Linked DNA regions of Lactuca sativa: region 1 is linked to region 2. Evidence: chromatin contacts called from public Hi-C data. All regions are on one chromosome and are shown on one strand. The core of a region is the stretch at or near the end of the contact, and the rest is flanking DNA. Distances in the headings are between cores, read along the strand shown. Region 1 holds the start of LOC111895295 (nuclear transcription factor Y subunit B-1). Region 2 holds the start of LOC111895290 (glutathione S-transferase T3-like).

Region 1 (7,493 bases), core at 3,371-5,870, 400 kb before region 2:
TAAAACCAAACGACGTATTATAGTGGGTTTGGGTACCTAAGCTTATATACCCTTAAGGGTATATTCACTTTTCCATATATATATATATATATATATATATATATATATATATATATATATATATATATGTGTGTGTGTGTGTGTGTGTGTGTGTGTGTCACACAACAACAACCTTTTAGCATCGTATGGTAAAGATGACATTGGGCATGTGTTGGCACGAAGCGTTGGGAGCGTTTGAGAGCTTCTAGCTTCTAGCATTTAACAAAACACTATGTATTGAACAAAAAACATCGGTTAACACTACAAACTTTTAGCGTTTAGTTAAAAAAAACACTCCAAATCTAAAAGCTATCTCACGTAGTGTTTAACAAAATACTACCAGCTATACTCTATGTGTTACCGACTAGTTTTATTGAACATGCTCATTATCTATTATAGTGAAACTTTAGAAGGTAGCCATCCATTCACATATAAATAGTGATTCAAATGAGGAGGCTCAAGTGCAGAATATTAAAGATATAACTCATTGAAGAAGGGCGTCGTCACTCTAAAAGATAAAACTTATATATGTATACGATATACGTTTATGGTTATGTGATAACATCAACGATATCACTATGATTTACATAATATTACAATTTGGCTACGACTTTTTTCATAATAAAGGTTTATCAAGTTGCATACATAGAACCAATCATACCTTGTTCTAGCTCCCTCGAATTGAATTGTTATTTAGTCGTTCAAAATGTTGTGCTATTTATTTAATAGAAATAGTAACTCAAACATTACACTCTTTATTTAAATAAGACATGACACAATACAAATAAATATGAAAAATTAATAATTTAATTAATATGCAACAATATATTATACATCCTAAACCATGATACATTTCGACATACTTGATGGGACAGTTATTGGCTAGTAGGTCGAAGATGTGTAGTTAGTGCTTTTATCGGGGCATGGTTCACCCTTAACCAAGGTGCCTCAATGAGGTTTTTGTAGGCATGCTAAGATCTTGGACAAAGTGAATTAAAAAAAAAAAACATCATTGGCATGACTGACTTCTTTAGATTTTTTGTTAGCAAGAGACGATTTTTAATGATTTCTTCTTCGATTATTAGTGTCATGTATCAATATAGCGAAAAAGAACCTCAAATGGACGTTTACATGGAGAACTCCAAAATACCAAGAACATTATTGAAATACAAAAAAAAAAAAAAAAAAAAAAAAAAAAAAAAAAAAAAAAATTCTTCGAAATAATGCTACATTTCGCACAAATCCGACTTAAAATGGCTTTTTTGGGTTAATAATACCATAAAATATAACAAAGTGATAAAACATGTGTTGTTATTTTGATTATAAATGTTAAAATAAATCTAGCATTTTGGACTCCAATGCCCGAATAACATTTTCCTAAATGTATTATATCCGACTCTAATACTACATAAATGCTATAGAACAACTAAAATGTTTAAAAATATAAACTTATAAAATATATTTAAATACAAAACCTTGAAAAATATTATTATTTTGAAAGATTGATGATAGTAAATATTTTGTAGGTAAATGTCAGAGTGACGTTTTTTTTTTAGGTATTTGTTGCAAATGAAATATAATATATTATATAGATCTGAAATCCAAAATATGTTTATTTAGTATGTGATGGTTATTAGAGTAAAGTCCAAAAAGTTTGGTCATTACTTAGGCTAATGGGAGTGGAGTCGCTACGAGACTCGCTATAGCGCTCATTAGGAGAAGGAACACCACCCGCCCCATGGCTCTCGCTATGGGGCTTGCTACACCAAACTCGCTAAGTCCTTAACGAGAGGAGAGAGATAGAGAGGAACCCTTGTTTTGATTGGCTGTACACCTTTTGACCACAAAAACTATTGGTTGTTGCTATTTTCTTTTCTTTTTTTTTTTTTTCTTTTTTTTTTTTCTAAATAAAACATATTTAAAATGAGACACTACACTCCCTACCTTTTTCAATGTAAAATGTTAAACTTACGTGGCAATAAAAAGACATATGTGTCAATAAAAAAATTAGGTGACAATGTGCTAGGAGTGATAGCACTCCCTCCGGTCTTATAATCAATTATACATTTTCCAAAAAACAATTAAAGTTATCAGCTTTTAAAATATAATTTAAAAGGTTTTAAAATATAATTTAAAAGGTTAAGATATATTTTGAAGCTTTTACATAAACTTAAGCGGGTAAATGAAAATTCAATTGTATAAAATATTATATTATACCTCAATGCATACAGTTTTAGAGTCTTATCATATAAAGACATTAATTAAATTGAAATAGAATTATTATTCTTTTAAGCGAATGATAGTCGGTTTGATAAAACAAGAAATCAATTTTTAAGAGTTTGGTAAATAGACAAATGGTTTGTAGGTATTACATGATCCTAAGATAAAACAAGAAATCAATTTTTAAACTGTCATCTTCTTCCAATATTGCCACACCATTTATAGCCGTTAGTAACTATTGCCATTTTAGAAAAAATCGAAACCAAGATAGTAATATAAATTTCGAGGTCAAAGGTTCAAATCTCACCCGATACATTGATAGACATAGATGAAAACTTTCATTAATAAAAATATCATCAAATCAATGAACGAGTTACACATTTATTCCATGACAAAGGTTAATTTATTTACAAAAAACGCAATTTGATGAAACAGATAAATGAATTTGTTACGAGTGAATGGATTAGGATTCCTGATTTTTCAAGTAGGAAAGAATATAATAAATATACATATCATAAATTGATAACAAACTATTTCTATTGTTCATATAATACCATCAAAACATTGGTATTTTCATAGCACAAACTTTCAAATTCCACATTCAAAGATTCAGCAAGATAACATATAACTTTAGAAACATATAAACCTTTCAACAAACACATTAACTTCTACATGCCCCAAGAACAAAAAAAACGAGGCGAAATAAACAATATTTTTATACATATATATATATATTTAACTCTGGTATATGAAACACTATACGATATTATAAAAAAAGTACAAATCACGTTAAACTTCGTTTACTGACCCCACAAATATCATAAAATAACTGAATCAGTAAACATGATATGCTTGAACAACAACATGATGCCTCTTTGTCTGCAACAAGCATGACATAAAATGGTTATTCATGTATGTATATATACATATGTATGTATATATATATGTGTGTGTGTGTGTGAGAGAGAGAGAGAGAGGGAGAACCTGAAAGTTCAGACTTGTGAATTCACAAAGTTCATTCCTTGTGTAAAAGAACCTTGATGAGTAAACTGCAAATTCATTTCCAACAATGTTATAATAAATAAATCAATAAAAATAGTCAAAAAACATTGCTATTTTTTGCATATAGCTTACCTGTGCATTTGGAGCAAGCTGAGATTCAACCGTATCTTTCTTACTGGATCCATCACCACCCCTAGCACTAGCACTAGCACATACCTTAGCATCACCCTAAAAAAAACATAAAAAAGTGTTACAATAAATAAAAAAAGTGAAACTTTGTACTTAAATTAACATTGAAAGAAATTGATTAATAATTTGGTGTCAAAGAAGGATCACCCACCTCTAACTGCATGAATCATTTCCCAACATAAGCGTCCAATAGAAAAAAGGAAACAAAAAGAAATTATAAGTTAGACAAAGTATTTGAGAAATTGAACAAGAAAAAGATCATGTGTTACTAAAAAGGCAATGAAAAATCCATTACCTCTCTGTACCTAAATAGGTAAGCTTTGAGTGGATCAATGTAATCTTCAAAACCTAATGTAGCCATCGCCCACAACAAGTCATCACCATTGATCGTCTTCCTCTTCTCTTTCTGACACTTGTCACTAGCCCTATGTAAAGGTTCAATAAGACGATTGTTATAAATCAATGGCTTCTCAGATCATTATCAGTATTCCATGACAATTAAAAATCTAAAATTCTTATATAATCTTATAGCTAGTTTCATGAGTGTGCATACAGATTCAGAACTCAACATTTCATAGTATCTGAGTGAATTTGTGTTAAAATTGTGTATACATACTCGCTAGTGATGAAACTGATAAACTCGGAAACGCATTCTTGAACTGTATCTTTAGCGTCTTTAGCGATCTTCCCGTTGGTAGGCAACGCCTTTTTCATAATACGGCTTATGTTAGCAATTGGGAGGAATCTGTCTTGCTCTCTGATATTGTAATTTGACTGAGGACTCCGGTCTCCGCCGCTTTGACTCCCACCGGCCGGACTCCCAGGAGCATCCGCCATCCTATCCCCGACAGAAACCCTAATGACCCATCAGTAAACATACCAAAAAAACGAAATTCAAAGAAAGTTAAACTTATAAGCTTTTAGGGTTTACTTTTCGTAGACCAATTTTGGTGTAGTAGTTTTTTTTTTCACATACCTTTAGAGAGAGAAAGCTGGAGAGAGGGGGAGATGGTCGTATTTGGCGCGCAACGAGAGAGGAATTTGATTCAGCAGATCGGACGTTGGAGAAGAGAGATGAATTTGAGTTTGTGATGGATTGTTAGAGATCTGAGAGCTTGAGTTGAGGGAGATTTTTTGAGGTTTAATGGCTGCGTTTTATCTGCACCGTTCGTTGTTTTTAGCTACGGACAAATTCATTTAATATGTTTTTCCTTTTCAAGAAAATATAGACAACTTAAACGCTGTCGTTTCTGGAACTTAATAACTTGTCGTGGGCATTTTGATTTTGATTATATATAATCTTTAACACCGGCCGAGTTCAACTTAACGAAAGAAAAGAAAGGAAATGGACGGAAATGAGAGGAAAGTAAGAGAGATTGATGCTCCTGAGTTTCATTAAAGGAAGGATGTGGAAGGAAATAGAAGGATCACTTTCCCTCTTAACTTTCCTTCAGATTTGGGAGGATTTGAAAAAAAATAATAAAATGTTTAACTTTCCTTTTATTTCTCTCAAACTCGGAAGCAAAAAAAAAAAAAAAAAACAAATTTGTTTTCTTTTCTTTTCTCTTCTTTTCTCTCCTTACTTTCTTTTATATTCTCTTCTTTTCTTTGCTTCAACTCGGGAGCGAGATGTTAAACAAATGGTTTAATTTTGGATTACGGTTCAAAATTGCAAAAAACGGTCGTAAGTTTTGATGATGCATAAATGGTTCAATTTTGGATTTTTTTAGTGATTTTGGTCACTATCAGCTTGAAATGATGATTATATCCTTTTTATTTGTTTTTTTTTTTAATTTTTTTTATATTTATATTAATATTTTTAATTAATTAAAAACAAAAAAAGCTCACCATCCTCCCCTCTCTCTATTACTAAAATCATCTTCTTTCTAACTCTTTTCTAAACACACACATAACACGATCAAAAACATATACACACAATCTCAAGAACACCTCCACCTCCATCTCCGCCATCCATCATCGTTCACTGCCACCACCATCCGCCGCCAATCACCTCCATCTTCTCCACCCTAATCCCCCATATATCCTTACTTAACCTAGTGAACAATTGATTTTTCGGGTTTGCTCTTCAAGAACAATCAAATTTTTGGGTTTGTTTCTAGAATTGAAATCGATTTCTGAATCTAAAAAAAACTTATAGGTAATGGGTTTTCAAGAACAATCGATTTTTGAAAAATTGATTTCGTCTATATATTTCATATCATTTCTAGGTTTAGGGATTGAGTTAGAAGAATTTTGGAGGAACGAACAGTTTTGGTTGATCAGAGGTACTAGCGCTCATTTGGTTGTTTTTCAAGGATTTATGAGAGTGGTTACCAGAATCAAAATCTCATTCACATTGAAAGGGGTATCAGGCGCGATTCACATTCAACATTTCTAAATTTTAATCGAGTCCAATACACACACACATGTTTCCTCCATCATCTCCAATCACTCTTTATCCCTCCAAACAAATATGAAGTCGTAGCCATACCTCCAACGCCGATCTCTTATAGACGCATCCTACTTCGTCTCTCACTGCTCATGTAACGTCCCGAAAATTATAAGCTAAAAATTTCAATTTTAATTCAACACAAAACATAATTTATTCTTGTCAACCAATTAGAAGTACGTCAAAGTAAAATAAGTATCAGAGTATGATTCCCAAAATCATAAAGTGTAGAAACATGGGTGGATGCGTTGCGATCAAGCCGGGTTATTCCCTCTCAAATTGGAAGTACTTGAAACCATAAGCATAAAAACTGTAAGCACAAAGCATAGTGAGTTCCCCAAAATACCACATACCATACATATATACATACATCGGGCCCTGTCCGAAATCCATCATCCATCGGACCCCACCCGACATCAGGCCCATCCCGGTATAGATCTGTCAGCAACATGTGATGGCCCCCACCCAACACACTCATTAGGACCCACCTGGCATCGGGCCCCCGCCCGACATACATACAAACACATACAATACATGCAAGAGTCACACAAACATCTAGCATTCCAGTAACAATAATTTGTGGGCCGACATTGGTGCCTTCGACCTGCTAAACATAGTGAGGAGACTCACCTCAAACTAAAGATAACCAAATCACATGCATTGCTGCTACCAGGCTCCTTACACTGAACCCAACCAAATTATCCCTAATCAATAATTAAGGAAATTTCCAAAACCCAAAGTCCAATTCATATTCTATCCTTTAAACAGATAAAAGACCATTTTACCCTTCCCATATCTAACCCAACAACTCATGGCCCAACTCCCAAATGACCCAAGGCCCAAAAAGAGAGTTTCATAAGTACCCCTCGTGTACCAGAATCGTACACCCCTACGTCTACACACTAATGCCTAATGTACAACTCGTCACAGTATGATATCTGGAAAACATGTATTATGCTGAGTGTACGCATATGTACTCCCTAGGTAACCAAATCCCACTTTAAGCACTTAATGGTTAAGACCAAAACGTTTGAACTCAGATTTAACCTCTAAGGGATGTGTTAAGTTATAAAGTTTATGACTCTATGGCTTTACATGGCTTAATGGTGTCCAAACCAAAGCTTTAGATTCATAACTTTTGCATGGAAAGGATAGAAGGACCAAGATCATGTTTTTTATGGTTCCTAATAGCTCCATAGTTGGAAAACTTTATCCATTAGGATGGTCCAAACAACCGGGATCTATTCTCTAAGTCTCAAAGGGACCAAAAACGCATCTTTCTCGACTTAATCCATTAAGTCCAAGTCTCCAACCTTCAGATCTGAATCAATATGATGTTTAGATGGATAAAGTTTCCAACTTTATCCATAACAAGGTCACAAACTTTCAAGATCTAAACTTTATGCACTAAAGTGACCAAAAAGTGACAAATATGAAAATTAATAAGATATATGAAACTAATGAGCAACTTTGAAGCTTTTTACTCACAAAGGTCCAGAAATGATGTAATCATGCTAGATCTATTCTTGAATCCTTCATCCATACACCTTGCCACCACCTTGTTCTTCAAGATCCCACATTTTAATGGAGAAAT
Region 2 (7,001 bases), core at 1,948-4,447:
ACATATATGATATGATTAAATAGACAAAAACTATGTAGTCAAATTTTATTCTTCCCTTCTGCGTTAATAGGATAAGCAATATCTATGGGCTTTGCGATGATTTGGTGCTGACATCATGAATACCTGGTCGGGTCCTGATTGAAAATGATGCATTCAATTTAGTGTTTGGATTCCATCTTCACAAGTCTCCATTGGGAAACATAACCTTGAACCCTGAGATTAACCATTATCCATGTCTCAAATTCATACAGATATCATGAGAATGAAGGATAACTGATCTCTTATCTGAGGGCTGAAGCTGATTAGATCAGAGTTTAGCAGATGCATTGGATAACATTCTCTCTGTTGATTATTAGAGAAGTATTGGACCATATATAGTTGATGAATTATCCAAGTAGGAGACTGTTGGAAAGTGTGTCCAAGGTCATTAACTATTAGTAATATTTCTAAAAATGCAGGGTTCTCTTGGGTTTCCCTGAAGACTCAAATTAAGTAGAATAAATAAAGGATGAATTAGTTTATTAATTATTATGGTTTAATAAACAATTAAAACTAATTGGAAAAACAAATTGGGAATTAATTAACAATTTAATTAATAGAAGGGTTGAATATCAATTATTCAATAGTTGATTAATCAGGAATATTCCAGAACTCTAGAAAGAAGGGTGGTGGATGAAAATTCCCTTAGGATAAAGGGAATTTCGTTCTTGAATTATCCATCCCACATGGGCTTGGGGATAAAACCATAGAAGAGGTCCAAGGCTATAAATAAGGCCTTAGGGATTCATTATTCCTTGCTCATTCTTTGCTTGAATTTTCACCACTTCTTTCTCCCTCCTTGTGGACGAACTCTCCTGTAGTTTGTCCCCTCCTAATTATTTTTTATTCTAATCTTTTGAGTTCATTGGGTGTGAACCAAGAGAGGGATTTTGGTTTGGGTCCTTTACATCCAAACAAGGTGGCACGCACAGGAGCTCAAGAAAGAAGGTCTTTAGCTGCAAAATAGGTATGTGATTCTTCCTTTGTATTTTTGATTTCTAGGGTAGATGTAATTAGTATGATACCATAGATCCATAGGTTGCATGTGCACTTAGGTATATCACAGTTTTGATTGTTCCGTTACGTAGTTTATAGTGTACTTGATGCATAAAAACCCTAACAGTGGTGACGAGGCATTACCATGTTATGGTAAGCCAATCACCACACTGCAGACTGGGCCAAAACACCAAAACCTAACTCTTTTAATCTTACATACAAAACATAACTCATACTGGATTGGGTGTTGCCCAAACACTATATTAGTCTTTTTTTATGAATTCAACATCATGGTTGTTAAAGTTAGCAGTAGACGTAAGACTTTAAATGACATGATGGCAATGTCAAGCCTCACGCCATGACCCTTGACGAACCATGATGTGTTTTAAAGTGTGACAAGTTTATATACATTAAAAAAGATAAATCACATAATTACAGAATTATATCAAACATATTAAACTTTTAGAAGTGTTATATCAACACTTAAAATGAAAAAGTTAACAAAACTCAAATTGTTTTATGCTCGATCAGGAAAAAAAAAACCATGCGCCTTAGAAAAAACCCGTGCCATGACGCGATAAGGCGAGTCTTGACACGTTATTTGAACGTCATGCTTAATGAACCCACCATGACATTTTGACAACTACACATGCCTCATACCATGGCATGTCTTGGCACCAGGGCCATAGATGAGGGTGTGTAATGTCGGCACATACACAGACCCATTTTTTAAGAGCCCAATTTTTTTTAATACTAAACTCAAAATTTTGGTCCAAAGTCAATGCAAAATAGTCCAAAATTGGTATTCCGTCATATATGGGAGAAGACACAAGGCAACATCACAGTAGAAGGAGAAGACAACGTCTAAGGCCTCACAGAGACCAATCGATCACACTTCAACTACAACGAAAACAACATCAACTCAACAACAACCACTCCTGCTAATCTAATACTAATTAGGTAAACGATTATGAATTAGTTTTACAGTTTATCATTATCAGTTTTATGAAATTCATTTTTATCATAGTTTTACTTGAAATCTTCAATGTTGAATGAATGTTGTCATGTTGAATGAATCATTATCAGTTTTAAAGTTTATCACTAATTCGCTGTTGGGATAATCTTGAAACGGGGACAATTTTGGTCCCAGAGTATTTTCCAAAAGATTGTCATATTTTAGTTTTGGTATATGTTTAGGATTATGTTTTCCAGTTCCGGTATTTTACTATGTTTCTTTTATAATTAGTATATATATATATATATATATATATATATATATATATATATATATATATATATATATATATATATTCCCCTAATTTGATGTTAATTTAAGTTTTAAGTCCTTAAGTTTGTATTATGGTTTACGTTTAATAAGAAATAAAGTTTAGTCAACAAGTTTTTATCTCTTCTTTCCCTAGTTTCTTTTCATTCCCTGTTTACGATTCTCCTTGGTGAACAAGGACTTGCACCTGTTCTATTGGTTACATTTGATAGACTTGGTCAACAAGTCAATTTTCCAAAAGTTTTTTTGTTACCGGTTCTTTTTTAACTCTCATTTGTTTACTGCCTAATTGTTTTGTTTCTGTCAAAAAGACTAAATCATGTTGATCAAGGTTAATCTCCATGTTTACGACTCACATTCACTATATTATAGTTAATATATCAAGGTTAATCTCCACGATTATTAGATTATTATTATAGTTAATGAGTAATGATTTTTACACGTTAAGGCATGAGGACTTTTTTTTCCGGCTCGTTCTAGGCATTTGAATCCTCAGGACCAACCCTCCTTGGGAGTTGGGACGCACCATGTACACCTTTTAGACCATCCGGTGTACATTGCACGAACGCGTCTGTGGTCTACTTGGCCACGAACCACGGCCGTGCACACCACCCCGGTGGTTCGTGGTGGCTCGTGGTCGTGGCCCTCCGTGGCCCGGACAACGAATGCAAACGACCAATGATACGATGCGCAGCTATTCGACCGTTTCTTGTATCCGTTGTATAGCCGTTGTTAAACGGCTAGATTAATAAAAATAAATAAATAAATAAATAATTTATTTACCTATAAATACCATACTTTTACTCCTTATTTTTTACACCATTCTTTTCTTTCTCTATACACAAACTACACACTACATCTTCACAACCAAAAATCATGGATCCCAACCAAAATACCCTTCCAAACTACCGAAATCGCAAACTCGATGATGCTTTTGCGTTAGACACAACACCTCGACAATTCCCGACGATGGAGTCACCTCAAGGCGGTTTTATCAATCTACTTCAAAGTGGTTCCCCTATCCAACAAACACCACTTTTCCAACAACAATATCAACCTTTTCCGGCTTTCCAACAACAACAAATGCAACAACAATACCAACAATTTCAACAATTCCAACAACTACAACAACTACAACAACAATCGTCACAACAACAACAACCACCAAGCTCACAACCACCACTTTCGCCGGATTTTGTTCCGGAAACGCAACCTTCACCACCACCTCAACCAAAAAAGAAAAAAGGAAAAAAACCGGCCCGACCCACTACCAACCAAGAAAGGGTCCCATGGACAAAAGAAGAAGAAGAAAAGTTAGCGGAGGCATGGGTGGCGGCTTCCGAAGATCCAATTGTAGGAGATAGCCAGACGTACGGAAGTTTTTGGGAAAAAGTCCGAGCCATTTTTTACGAGTTAATGAAAAGTCAAGCTCGAAATGCCGATCAAATTACGTCGAAATGGCGAGATATTCGATTAAAATGCACCGATTTTGGAGGAATCTACAACAATCTCCTAAACATACGCAAAAGCGGCTCGAACGATTTTGATGTTTTCAAGGCGGCCATGGACCAATATGAAAAAACAACGCCTACACGCAAAGCTTTTCCGTATATGAAGCCGTGGCTAAAATTGAAAGACTCCCCAAAATGGAAAGAGCAAACGGAAGGAAGTTCCCAATCTTCCGGTTCAAAGCGTTCAAGAAACCCCGATGGAGCTTCTCAACAATCGGACGGCCGAACACATATCGACATCAACGACGATCCAATAGATCTTGAAACCGACCAACCTCTTCCTCGGCCCGTTGGAAGAAATAAAGCAAAAAAAGCGGCGTCAACATCTTCGAATTCTAGTGTTATGGATATGTTCGACGATAAATTTGATCGATATGTGCAGCTTCAGGAAACGAAGGCCGAGGTGATGACTCGGATGGAACAAAAAATGATCGAAGCACAAACATCATTTCAAGAGGCACAAGAGACACTCCAAACAAAAACCGATATGGAAATCTTGAAAATGAAAGCGGACGACCTTGAGGGCGAAGACTTGAAACTTTTTCTAGCAATGAAAGAGTCGGTTCGAGCCCGACGCAGGCGTAGGGGGTAGTTTATTTTATGTATAGTTGGAATTTTTAGTTTTTTTAATGTTTTTTTTTAATTTTTTTTAAATTAACTAATGTAATTTTTATTTTGATTGTTATTTTTATTTTATTTTTTAATTTCAATTAATTTAGTTTTTATTTAATGTAATTTGGTATTTTAATTTAATGGAAAAATAGTATTAAAAAATGTTTTTAATGTATTTTTGAATTAAATTTAAATAAAAAAATGAGGTGGAGTGGTGTGTTTAGTGGTAAGTATCCCATGTATGTGATAGTGGAATGTGGTGATGATGTGGCACCCACCACATATGTGGTATGTGGTGGGTATAACGGATGGCCTTAGAACCATTGATATAAGGACCAAAGTGCTAGAAACCATGATATAAGGACAAAATTTTCAAAAAGGCTCATTTGTGTATCTAAACCAAAAAGCCCAACTACAAACAGGATTGAATTTGTAAATTAGTTATTTTTATAAAAAAAAAAATAATAATAATTAAATACAGGTTTTGTTATGATCTGATTACATAACATGTTATTTTTAGTTTGATTAAATTGAGTTTTCCTTTGTAAGTTGCTTGCAAGTCTAAAAGAAACTGTAGATTACCATCCTTACCTAATCTGGAAACATCCGTTTCCTTAACCTCTCGTTGCTTGCGTCACCGTCAATCAACACAGGCCACGTGTCCCCCTTGTTTTAATCTGCACCCCTCTCAGATAATCACTGACGTCTATACATCATATTAGGCAACGTAAGTCACCACACTCACCCTTTCTTCTCACACAAACACCACAAAACACACACTCACATATACAAATATTTTTATAAAGTTTAAACCAAAGGGTTAAAATCATGATTTATCTTAAATTATCCCTTGTATGTAAAACAATTCAAATATTACTGGAATAAATTTAGGTAAGATTTAGATTATTATCATTCATTTAATTAATTTTTAAATGTTTAATATTTTTATTAGATTGGTTAATTGAATCGGATATGAATTATAGAAAATTCATTTTGATTTGTTAACAGATAAAAAAATATATTTTTTATGTTTTAAATTATTATTAGTAGTTTTAAATTATTATTATTAGGATCTTATGATATTAGTTCGATGTGGGTATTGCAAAGTAGATGTAGGTGGATTTAAGTGTTAGTTTAGGAGTAGATTATATATTATATTGTCGGTTAAAAAAAATCTTATAATAATTAACTTCTTAATCCAACAATTCAAAGGCAGTTTTCAAAAATAATAATATACTTTACTCTAATAATTATCCATAATAATGATAGAGATAAGTTTAATTGAGAAAAGCAAAAGGGTTGGAAATGGTGAAATCAATCTCAGTCACATTTATTTAATTTTTCGCAACACTCTATTGTATTGACGGAAATAAACAAACGTATACACATGTGTTTTTAAAGTATTAATATGTTTCCTAAAACTATGCTTTACATTACCTTTAGTTTGAGACGAAGACATAGGGCGTGTTATTGTTTGACACGGAACGTTTGAAAGCTTTTAGTTTTCTAGCTTTTTGACAAAACGTTCCAATTTTAAACAAAAAACTTTGTTTGACACTATAAAATTTTAGTGTTTAATTTAAAAAAAAAAAAAAAAAAAAACGCTTCAAATGTAAATATTATGTCACGCAACGTTTAACAAAATGTTATCAGCTACCAGCTACTTGATACTCGTTACTTATTACCAGCTAATTTTTGCCACACACAACCATATAATTTCAAAAAAGAGAATTGAGTTAACAATTCTAAAACAATATTATATATATATATATATATATATATATATATATATATATATATATATATATATATATATATATATATATATATATATATATATATATATATATATTGCCGAATGGAGTAGTAAGTTGTAACAAACATTTTTAATGCATATCATAAAACATAAAACATGTGAGAAGGTCACATAAAATGCATTATCTAAAGCGTAATTTATATACTATATAACACTATATAAATAAGAATGTGACAGTGCATTAATTTGTAAATCATTATTCTTTTATTACGTGTACTTATAAATAATACCACTTTTGCTAAATTTTAAGGAGTTAATTACTCGCTATTAATCATCAACACTTTCACATTTTTCATTTTCCCCCACTTATATATTCAAATCAATAAATATTTTTAAATTATAGCTATAGAAATAATGAATATAATCTGTACTTTGGTAAATGAGGATCATATTTTACACAATGATAATTTACGTAATCTCTCTCACGCACAAGCACCATAATCACACACACTTCTCTCACTCGTCATCCCCCATGCATTTCTACAAGAAAGATATCTGAACACAAATTCTTCTCTCTCACACATACGCCAGCTATATATATACTCCCCTCCGTCTTCAACTTCTTCACACCTCCCATAACTTCTCACCTTCCCTACAACTACCACCTTGCCGGGTCTCCAATGTCAAGGATAATGGCGGACAATATGAAAGATACCACGGCGTTTTATGATCGACGACGAGAGGCGGCAGCGAATGCAGCGCCTTCTCCGACTCTCGGGGAGCTTTTGAAGTACGTCGGCGA

Evidence for each region. Hi-C and Micro-C count contacts between places; a contact is called where the count stands out from the background.
Region 1: a contact with region 2 is called in a Hi-C map of leaf, with 4 times the contacts expected there. The contact joins the promoter of LOC111895295 here to the promoter of LOC111895290 in region 2. A contact is called at or near these places in 2 of 4 Hi-C or Micro-C datasets (both in leaf).

What each region holds. Positions count from the first base shown.
Region 1 is chr9:97,423,116-97,430,608 of Lsat_Salinas_v11, reverse strand. LOC111895295 (nuclear transcription factor Y subunit B-1) reads right to left here and starts at 4,620. Exons shown (of 6, transcript XM_052767264.1): 1 at 4,427-4,620; 2 at 4,067-4,306; 3 at 3,602-3,875; 4 at 3,394-3,489; 5 at 3,244-3,308; 6 at 2,811-3,138. The coding sequence starts at 4,287. The coding sequence ends at 3,719.
Region 2 is chr9:97,020,174-97,027,174 of Lsat_Salinas_v11, reverse strand. It overlaps LOC111895290 (glutathione S-transferase T3-like), which reads left to right and starts at 3,197. Exons shown (of 2, transcript XM_023891381.2): 1 at 3,197-3,405; 2 at 3,490-4,423. The coding sequence starts at 3,197. The coding sequence ends at 4,423. LOC111895297 (ABC transporter G family member 6) reads left to right here and starts at 6,799. Exons shown (of 1, transcript XM_023891389.3): 1 at 6,799-7,001. The coding sequence starts at 6,880.